2 separate regions of the Danio rerio genome follow, and region 1 is linked to region 2. Evidence: chromatin contacts called from public HiChIP or PLAC-seq data. All regions are on one chromosome and are shown on one strand. Each heading gives the region's core, a stretch centred on a gene start, on an enhancer-like site or on the middle of the called end of the contact. The rest is flanking DNA. Distances are from core to core; before and after follow the strand shown. Region 1 has its middle 25 kb from the start of spata18. Region 2 holds the start of pdgfra (platelet-derived growth factor receptor, alpha polypeptide).

What was found. HiChIP or PLAC-seq counts read pairs in DNA pulled down with a chosen protein or histone mark.
Region 1: a contact with region 2 is called in an H3K4me3 HiChIP or PLAC-seq map of embryo, with 13 times the contacts expected there. The contact joins the enhancer-like site here to the promoter of pdgfra in region 2. A contact is called at or near these places in 5 of 18 Hi-C or Micro-C datasets (caudal fin, embryo, fibroblasts and 1 more) and 2 of 4 datasets of contacts at active chromatin or transcription factors (caudal fin and embryo).

What each region holds. Positions count from the first base shown.
Region 1 is chr20:25,745,069-25,749,723 of GRCz12tu, reverse strand. No RefSeq gene overlaps it. Among named protein-coding and RNA genes, the nearest start is that of spata18, 25 kb to the left of the region's middle. Within about 2 kb of position 3,108, at least 5 of the 62 cell types and tissues checked have an H3K27ac peak or open chromatin away from gene starts, as enhancers often do.
Region 2 is chr20:25,023,304-25,027,721 of GRCz12tu, reverse strand. pdgfra (platelet-derived growth factor receptor, alpha polypeptide) reads left to right here and starts at 1,528. Exons shown (of 29, transcript NM_131459.3): 1 at 1,528-1,738. LOC141379564 (a long non-coding RNA gene) reads right to left here and starts at 1,368. Exons shown (of 3, transcript XR_012396420.1): 1 at 1,168-1,368; 2 at 493-593.

The DNA of each region.
Region 1 (4,655 bases), core at 1,859-4,358, 720 kb before region 2:
TGTAGATCTTCTCATCTTCTCACCCCCCAAAACATATTGCACATTGTCAAACTCTCCCCAATTTCTACTTTATCTCACACACTCTCAATCTTTGTGTGAAGGGGCATTAAATATGTCCTGGTTGTGCTTTGTGAGCTGTGTCGTGTGAGTTGTGTTCTGGCCATGAGCTTTTTTTCTCAGTCTGAAAACTGGACTGAACTACACAGTTAACACAGTCATATATCACTGTACACACAGACAGGGTTACAGGTGAACAAACTACACAACATAAATCACAAGCGGAATAAAATCATGAAGGGAAAGGGGGATTAGTTTAAATAATACATGAGAAAAAGAACAGAAAAAAACTGATAACCTGTTAAACAATTGTACATGCTTTTGTTGAGTATATCCATTCACTAATGTTCCTTCCTAAAACAGTAACTTTATGTGGTACTTAGTTACTTTTTAAGGAAAGTTACGTGTAATGATTTTCAGTTTGGGTCGGGCTTGCATGTTAGTAGTACTATATTATACATATTTTTAAATAATGTGAAGCCCTTTAACACCAAAAGTGAAATGAGAAGTAAATCTCAGGCTGAAGAAAATGTAAATGTCTTGTCTGTTTGAGGGTGCAGCTTTAATAAACATGCATGAAAAAAGTTAAACCCTTTAGCAATGATTATCCTGTTTTTGCAGTATTTATCAATTATAAGGGTACTTAACAGTACTGAACTTAAAGAATCATGCATACAGATTGTACACAGCACATGCGCACTTATTCTCACCACAGGGACAGAAGAGCTGTCAGTGAATAAATGGCAAAATAAAGTAACAGGTGTTACTTTTTTGAATAAAATAAATAAAAAATTAATTATATAGGCGACGCTGTGGCGCAGTAGGTAGTGCTGTCGCCTCACATCAATCAGGTCGCTGGTTTGAGCCTCAGCTGGAGCAGTTGGCATTTCTGTGTGGAGTTTGCATGTTCTCCCTGTGTTCGTGTGGGTGTCCTCCAGGTGCTCCGGTTTCCCACACAAATCCAAAGACATGCGGTACAGGTGAATTGGGTAAGCTAAATTGTCTATAGTGTATGTGTGTGAATGAGTGTGTATGGGTGTTTGCCAGTGATTGATTGCAGCTGGAAGGACATCGGCTGTGTAAAAAATATGCTGGATAAGTTGGGGTTTCTATCTGATGTGGTGACCCCTGATGAATAAAGGGACTAAACGGAAAATAAAATAAATGAATGAATATCTTTTTCTTAAATGGGTGTGTTCCACCCCTAATCCACCAACATACAATGACAGACAATTAAGTCTCCTGTTTCAAACTCATAAACAATCACAGATCATGTACAATGGACTTTGGCCCATGTAATAGTATAGCTTGAGATATTTATGTGAGTGTTACCTATATCTTGGCGTACTTTTCCTGACTGAGGTAATGTGTATCTAAATCATAAATACATATTCCCACAAAAACACTAAACAAAGTCCCTGAAGCTCCTTTGGCCTGTTAAATCCATCTGACGCAATTCTACCGAGTGACCACCGAACTACACTTTATGACTAGCAGGAGATTTGACTATCACGAGGTTATATCAAACATCAGCCAAGACATCTTAGCTTACATTATTAATGCAGGACAAGTTGTCCCAGTGAACAATTAGCCATGACATTACAACTATCCGGTCCAATAATGTCATGGGCTAAACCATCCACCGAGACATTAGCACATTATCTTATTTCCTCTAAAAATAAAGGTCAATGTCTTGTATAAAAAAAATTTTCAGTGAGACTGCGGTCCTCATTGTCAAATTTCCCCAGTCACATTTTGTAGTCATTTCACATCTGCTTGTGTTCACCGGCCTCATTTACTCACCTTTTTTTTGGGAAATGTCTGTCCATTTGCTCATAAGTGGAAAGCTTTGAGGCTGCAAGACGGTGTCTGTTAACTTGAAAAGGGTCTGTAAGAAAAAACAACAGAGATCTGCCACTGCGCTGTGACGTTTATAAGGCTTTTCTTCTTTTCATTTGTCACACCTCAAAGGCCCCATTTTCTCACTCAAAAGAAGTGGGTACGGTGGGATGCGATTAGCTTGGCTTCAACTGTGGGGAAAACTGCAAAAAGGAAAATAGGTAAAATGTTACTTTAGCATAGCTGGGGAAAACTTAAATAAACATTTTAAAAATTGGGATAAATTTTATGCCATGTAGTAAAGCAGGAGAAGGGGGCCATGTTTCTCAGAAGCCTGTTGTTTAACACATCGTTAAAGGGGTCAGAATAGTGAAATAGTAATGTTTCGTAACAGGCTAACCAAAATATGTCCTGTGCACCTTAAGAGGCCTCAGACAGAACAAGCTTCAATGAGAAAGCTACATGTGTAGTGCTTTAGATCAGAGGGTTTCAGCTCCCTTGGGCCCTGTCAGAAAGTCTAGGAGGCCCAGAGAACATTCATTCATTTTTTTCGGCTTAGTCCCTTTATTAATCTGGGGTCGCCACAGTGGAATGAAGCGCCAACTTATCCAGCATGTGTGTTACGCAGCGGATGCCATTCGGCTGCAACCCATCACTGGGAAACAGCCATACACTCTCTTTTACACACAATTTATGTCTTTGCACTGTGGGGGAAAATGGAGCACCCGGAGGAAACCCAGACGAACATAGGGAGAACATGCAAACTCCACACAGAGGCGCCAACTCAATCAATCAATCAATCAATCAATCAATCAATCAATCAATCAATCAATCAATCAATCAATCAATCAATCAATCAACTTTAATTTATATAGTACTTTACAACCACGGTTGACCAAAGTGCTTTACACCAGCAAAAGCAGATTATACAACACAACATAGAAAGAGACGATGCAAAACTACTACGCCATCGCGTCACCCAGCTTTACGTTTGCCACATGTAAAATAAAATAAAAGAAACAGACATATGGTGATTGTGGGTAGCTCTAAAAGGCCGCTGTCAGTTTTTTGGGACATATGAGTGGTGTACGTTGAGGTAGGTAACCCAACACAGAGCCACTGACCAAACACAAGTTGTTGCACATGATCGCAGTTAGCACTGGGCCCTCACCGCGGCCCTTATAAGAAACACATGGAGAGTTATGATGATGGGAAAAACAGTGGTGTGTTAGTGAGCCGTGCGGCACTGGGATCGTCCAGGTGTGAGTCTCTATACTTTACGGCGCTCAAGAGACTTTTTTACTGAACAGGCTGATTTGATCCTTGCACGGAAAGCTCTGTTAGTCCTCTCCAAATCCCTACCAATTACATTTCTGAAAAATACAGATCATGTGCTGAGGATGGTGACAAAATGAGAAGAGAAGGAGTTTTATGGGAACTGAATTTGGGTCCAAATGAAGGCTACAGATTTCACATTTGCATTCATAAGGCTTTAGTTGGAGCCTGTGACAGAGTTATAGCAACATGACTTTATAGGCCAGCTGCAGTAGCACTTCTTCAAAACTCAACATTTAAATACATTCAGCAATACACTTCGATATTTACAGGAAAATAAAAGCTGAGTTCAGAATAGAGCTGAACACTTATAATTTGGGTGACGCAGTGGCGCAGTAGGTAGTGCTGTCGCCTCACAGCAAGAAGGTCGCTGGCTCGCTGGTTCGAACCTCAGCTCAGTTGACGTTTCTGTGGCATGTTGGCATGTTCTCCCTACTGTATAAGTTAGCGGTTCATTCCGCTGTGGCGACCCCGGATTAATAAAGGGACTAAGCCGACAAGAAAATGAATGAATGACTTATAATTTGTACATTCTTCTCTAGCTATGAATCCTTCCAAAGACGTGAATTAAGCTTATTTAAAAAATAAAACTCCTGTTCCATCTGAGTCAAAGACATAACCATCACTTCCTGATAAATGGTGCCAAATATTAAATAGAAAAACAGAATTTAATGCAGAAGGAGAAGCCACTGTGGGACTTTTTTCCTTGTTTATTAATTTACTTGCACATCAAAAGACAGAGATGAAATACAACGAACGCGTGGTGGCTTTTGGAATCTCAAGACTAGTAATTATACAGAATAGAGGTTGGTAATAATACCGAATGGAAGAAATAATAGAGGTAATAATATTGAAGCACATTGATACCAGAATTTTGCAAAGTAACTTAAGAGTAACCAAACCATAATCACATGATTTTTAATGTGCATTTTAGAATAAGTTTTCATCACAGTTTGTGCATTTTTTCTTATGGAACAAAATAGTATATCCTACTCAGTTGTGTGTAGTTTTATGTGTTTTTAAAAAATTTATGCACATCTTGGCATTTCCATTAAGCAGTTTTTATTCTTTAATAATTTTATGTGAATACAGGTGAATAGAAACATAGCTACTGCACTGTAAAAAAAAATCCTGGTTGCCTTGGAGCTGAATCAAATTAACCTTGAGTCCATTGAACTTATAGACCATTTAAATGTGGTGATGTCATTGGCCCATGAACATTTCCTACTAGTTATCAAATTATTTCATAATTATAACGAGTCAATTCAATCATTACTTAACGTAAAACAGCTATCATAACATTATTTATCAACATTTATATTTTGGATTCCCGGAAGCTATGGAAATTAAAAATGTAAAACAGGAAATGCGTTGTGACTATTGTTTTTTTTTTACATCCCTCGAAATGTTCTCTATTATGTTGA
Region 2 (4,418 bases), core at 279-2,778:
ATTATGGGCTATTAAAGTTTTTTAAAATTAATTAGTTTAATTAGAGTAATTAATTGCATTTTAAGATGTGAATTGAAAAGTTCCTTTCTGGATACTTTAGCTCGCTCAGCATCTTTTTGGCTTATAACTTTTGGAAACAGTTATGCAGAAACCCTAAAAACAACATACAACAGCAGTTTAATTATACCTGTGGAATTGTGCTTATTGGCAGCAAATTTTTGCTTTTGCTCATTTCAGTGCATTTAACGGATTCCAAACTAAGCACCGATCGCCGCTATTTCTGAATGCTTCAGTTTTAGTCTCAGAGATTAGAGTCTTTTGTTTCCAGAACAAGGGACTCTGTTCTTTTGAGCGACCGGGCGGCACGAACATGTGGAAATAATTGTGCTGAGCAACTGGAGATGTGTGTTTCTCTGCGAGGGTGAGCTGCAAGGCTGCAGGAAGAGCAGCGAGGGCTAGAGGGGGCCAAGCTTGCCCCGGGGCTTCACTCACCACATGCCGGCTCACTCATCTGCACAGAGCTGCAAATCACCGTGTGCTGCGTCGCGTAGGGTACTAATTCATAATGAGCCATTATCTGCAGCCTGCCATGTCTTAAAAAAAGCCAAAGGGAAAGAAAACAGAAAAAGATGTTGTTGTTAGTAAGAGTTTGACTAAACTTTCAGATATCGAATACAAATTATATAGCATATGTCTTTGATGTTATTTATTCAAAACTACGCTGTAATAAATTAGAGAGAGAGAGAGAGAGAGAGAGAGAGAGAGAGAGAGAGAGATTAAAACGAGAACCACTAAATGTGTTTCTTGTGTTAGAGCGCCCCCTGCGTAAATACGCGTGCGCCTTTGATGGACCCCCAATTTTTTTCTGCTGAATGAGCTATTTCAGAAACACACTGTACTCGACGCTAAATTATTAGCATTATTAACCATACTATCCATTATTATCTCATAATCACATAATTTCATCACATAGCCTATATTTAGTGTGCCATCTTGCGTGCACTCCAAAGTCAGAAACCACACAATACAAGTGTGAGTAATTTTAAATCAAGATCCACAAAACAATGCGCAAAACTGCAGCAGCAGCAGCATGAAGCACTGAAAAGCACAATCATCTAAAAGCTGAGCGTGAAGAATGGAGCGTGATGACAAGGTTAATCTAGTTACCGAATGTAATTGTGCATTCCCAATTCCTTGATTTCTTTCCTACCTAAGCCTGTATAAAAACACTTTTAATGGGTCACTTGACTTCATTGTCCCCGCAAAAAGATCCCTTTATTCCAAAAGGGCCCCTCTTAGACTTTACAAAAACATATGGTCCTTTTCTTCCCCGCTCAACCTCTTTTCATGCACCTCCTTCAGAACTGCAGAGCACGGAGAAATCTGACTCCTCTTCGGAGCCGCAGTGTGAAAACACGGACTCTTATTTTGAAAAGACGCCTGGGGCAGAGGGAGAGAGAGGAGGGGCAGTTTCCTGAGAGTTATTTACTTTGAGCCAGATGATTAGTTCTCTGGGAAGGATGGACTGTAGCATTGAATCAATTACAGGTTGCTGTTGCAGAGGCGCATTTGTGTGAGTGGCCGTGGAGCAGGACGGAGGAGCGCAGCACAAGGGAAAGGATTACTACTGCTTTACAACTGAGGACCCTTGGGCTTATTAGAGTATTTTACAAGAGCTTTGCCATTCATTTTGGCTGTTCTTTTTTATCAAAGGGAACAACCAAAAGGGATTAAAAAGGTATTGTATGTTTCAATTAGTTTAATTAGTTTCTTTTGTATTTTCGTTCATGCAAAGTTCCCTCGAAAACGGTTGAACCTCTGAACATAATTGCACTTACTCAGGATTAGACTAATTAAATGTGTTCTTGATTTCTTTTTTTAACAGTTGAGGTTTTTATTAATTAGTTTTCTCTATCTCTGAAACGACCAGTAAAGATAAATTAAACATGCATGCAAATAAATAAATAAATAAATAAAAACATTCGATTTGATAACTTGTTAAAAAGGTTTTTACTTATAAATAATCATGTTCAAGTATTTTTCCCATCAATGCTCACAATGGACACGTACGTTTTTTTACCTAAAAAAGAAAAGATTTTTCTTTTTATTCTGGACACTTTTGCATCGAGCAGGATTATGTCCCATCCAAGGAACAGCGTTATCCCGTAAAGTTAAAGCCTGGTTGTGCTGGATCTCAGTTGGAGCCGCAGGCGCGCAGCTGGGGGTGTCTCAGCCCGTGGAGAGGCGCTCCGCTGGCATCTAATGGCAAACACATTTCTGACTGGAATTGGAGAGTTCTTTGTGCCTTAAAATATTAATCGGATGACCATTTCTATACTGGAATACCACTTAATGGATTAGTAGTCTTCTGAAAGGATATGTATGTGTTGCAAATAGCGATGGAGAAGTAGAAGGAAAGTTTGGCAAACTTATTTGCCGCGTTCTGCGCTGAAGCCCAAGTCGATGATGATGAAGCTGCATGAATGGGAAACTTCTCTCACATCTGGATTAACTTAATGCAATTTTTTGTAGTATTTACCAAGGACTGATGAGACTGTGTTGCTTGGCTGTTATTGTAATAAGACTGGAAAATGTTTAATCATTATTTTTTTCGCCCCTTCCTGCTTTTATACTGGACTTATGAACGTCTCCTCATTTTACACCGCTTTCTTTTATTCTCATGGAAATCGCTTTTACGCGTGAACTAACCAGGTGCTGGACGGCACCCCTCGCTCAGCTGTTGCCCGAAAGTGTCAAGCACAGCGGATGGGTTGTGTTTGGCAGCCAGTTGCGCATCTATGTGTGCGTGTGTGGGCGCCTTGCGATGGGGGGTGCGCGCCGAATATGTGCGGACGCTCCCGACACCGCTGGCTGGGCAGATGAGCGGTACCAAACGCGCACCAGTCTGCCATTACACAAAGGATTCCCACGGCAATCCGATGGACTCTGCACAGAAAGGGGTCGACTAATTACAGTCTTACTCGACACCCCCGGATTCACCAAGGATAACTGGCTTGAGAGGGATGACACGAGCAAACGGGAACTTCGCTGGGCTGTAAAACTCTTTCCCCCCTTTGCTTTGAGCTTTTCCCCTTCACTTTGAAAAACTGCTGAACCATTTTTTTTAAACTAAATGGATCTAAAATATTTGCTCAGTTTTTAATTAGTTTTAAACAAATTTACAGAAAACTACATTTTAATAAATATAACATTTCATCCGGATATAACTGAGTTTTTGCAGAGCTAACCACTTCAGACTGATTGGCATTGACTGTCTGCTGGAGCGCTGATGGAACCCAGGGGTCCGAGCATCAGACAGAGATAAAACACGCGCGCGCGGAATGTCTGATTAGAAACAAGCGCTTAAACTAGTGACTGGTCTTTTGAAATCACAGGAAAACTAAATCCAAAAGTTCTGTTACATCAATGTAATCGTTATTTGTCCACGTTAGTCTAAGTTGGAATATATGTTTTAAATTCAGACGATCAAATTTAATTGTGCAACAGAATAATTTAGATGGAGAAAAAATAACCAATAAACCGTCACCTCATTGTGCGCGCTCGAAGTCGCATTAAGGGTATGCACAATCTCAATCCTGATATTAACTATTATAAGTGTCAAACAAAATTTGAAAGGCGTATTTTTTTCCTATATAGGGTAAAACACTTTTAAAAAGAAAGAGAAAAGGAAGAATTTGGAACAGCCGAAACTGCTGCTTGTACTCGCTTGGGGAAAATGTGTACTGTGTCTCCACCTGGTGGTCAAATAAAGCTGACTGTGCTAAGTTGAAAAAAAGTCTGGCGTCCGTTTACAGACTGAACAGCGTCCAGACTCTTTAAAGACCTTTTATGTCTTGGCACTGAACCTTTCCAAAACTTTCTGCTGCCGATGATTCAAAGATCTCTTCATGCTACCTGAGCTGTTTCTGCACAGAACTTCATCATTTACATTGAGTAAGAGATCAATACAGTACAACGTCATTTGTTGTTGTGTCTATATAGTGTAACGTGCTTTGGAAAACTTCATTTTTTTTGTATTAAATCAGTCAAATTGTGAGCGACACGGTGGCTCAGTGGTTAGAACTGTCGCCTCGCAGCAAGAAGGTTGGTGGTTGGAGTCCCAACTGTGTCAGTTGCCGTTTCTGCATGGAGTTTGCATGTTCTCCCCGTGTTCGCATGGGTTTCCTCAGGGTGCTCCCTCACAGTCCAATTTACATGCGCTATAGGTGAATTGAATAAAATAAACCAGCCGTAGTGTATATGTGTGTATGGATGTTTCCCTGTACTGGGTTGCAGCTGGAAGGGCATCCACTCTGTAAAACATGCTGGATAAGTTAGCGGTTCATTCCACTGTGTTTTGTACAACCCAGAGCTTACACAAAAATAGTTTGAACTTAAATTTTACATTATTTAGTTTC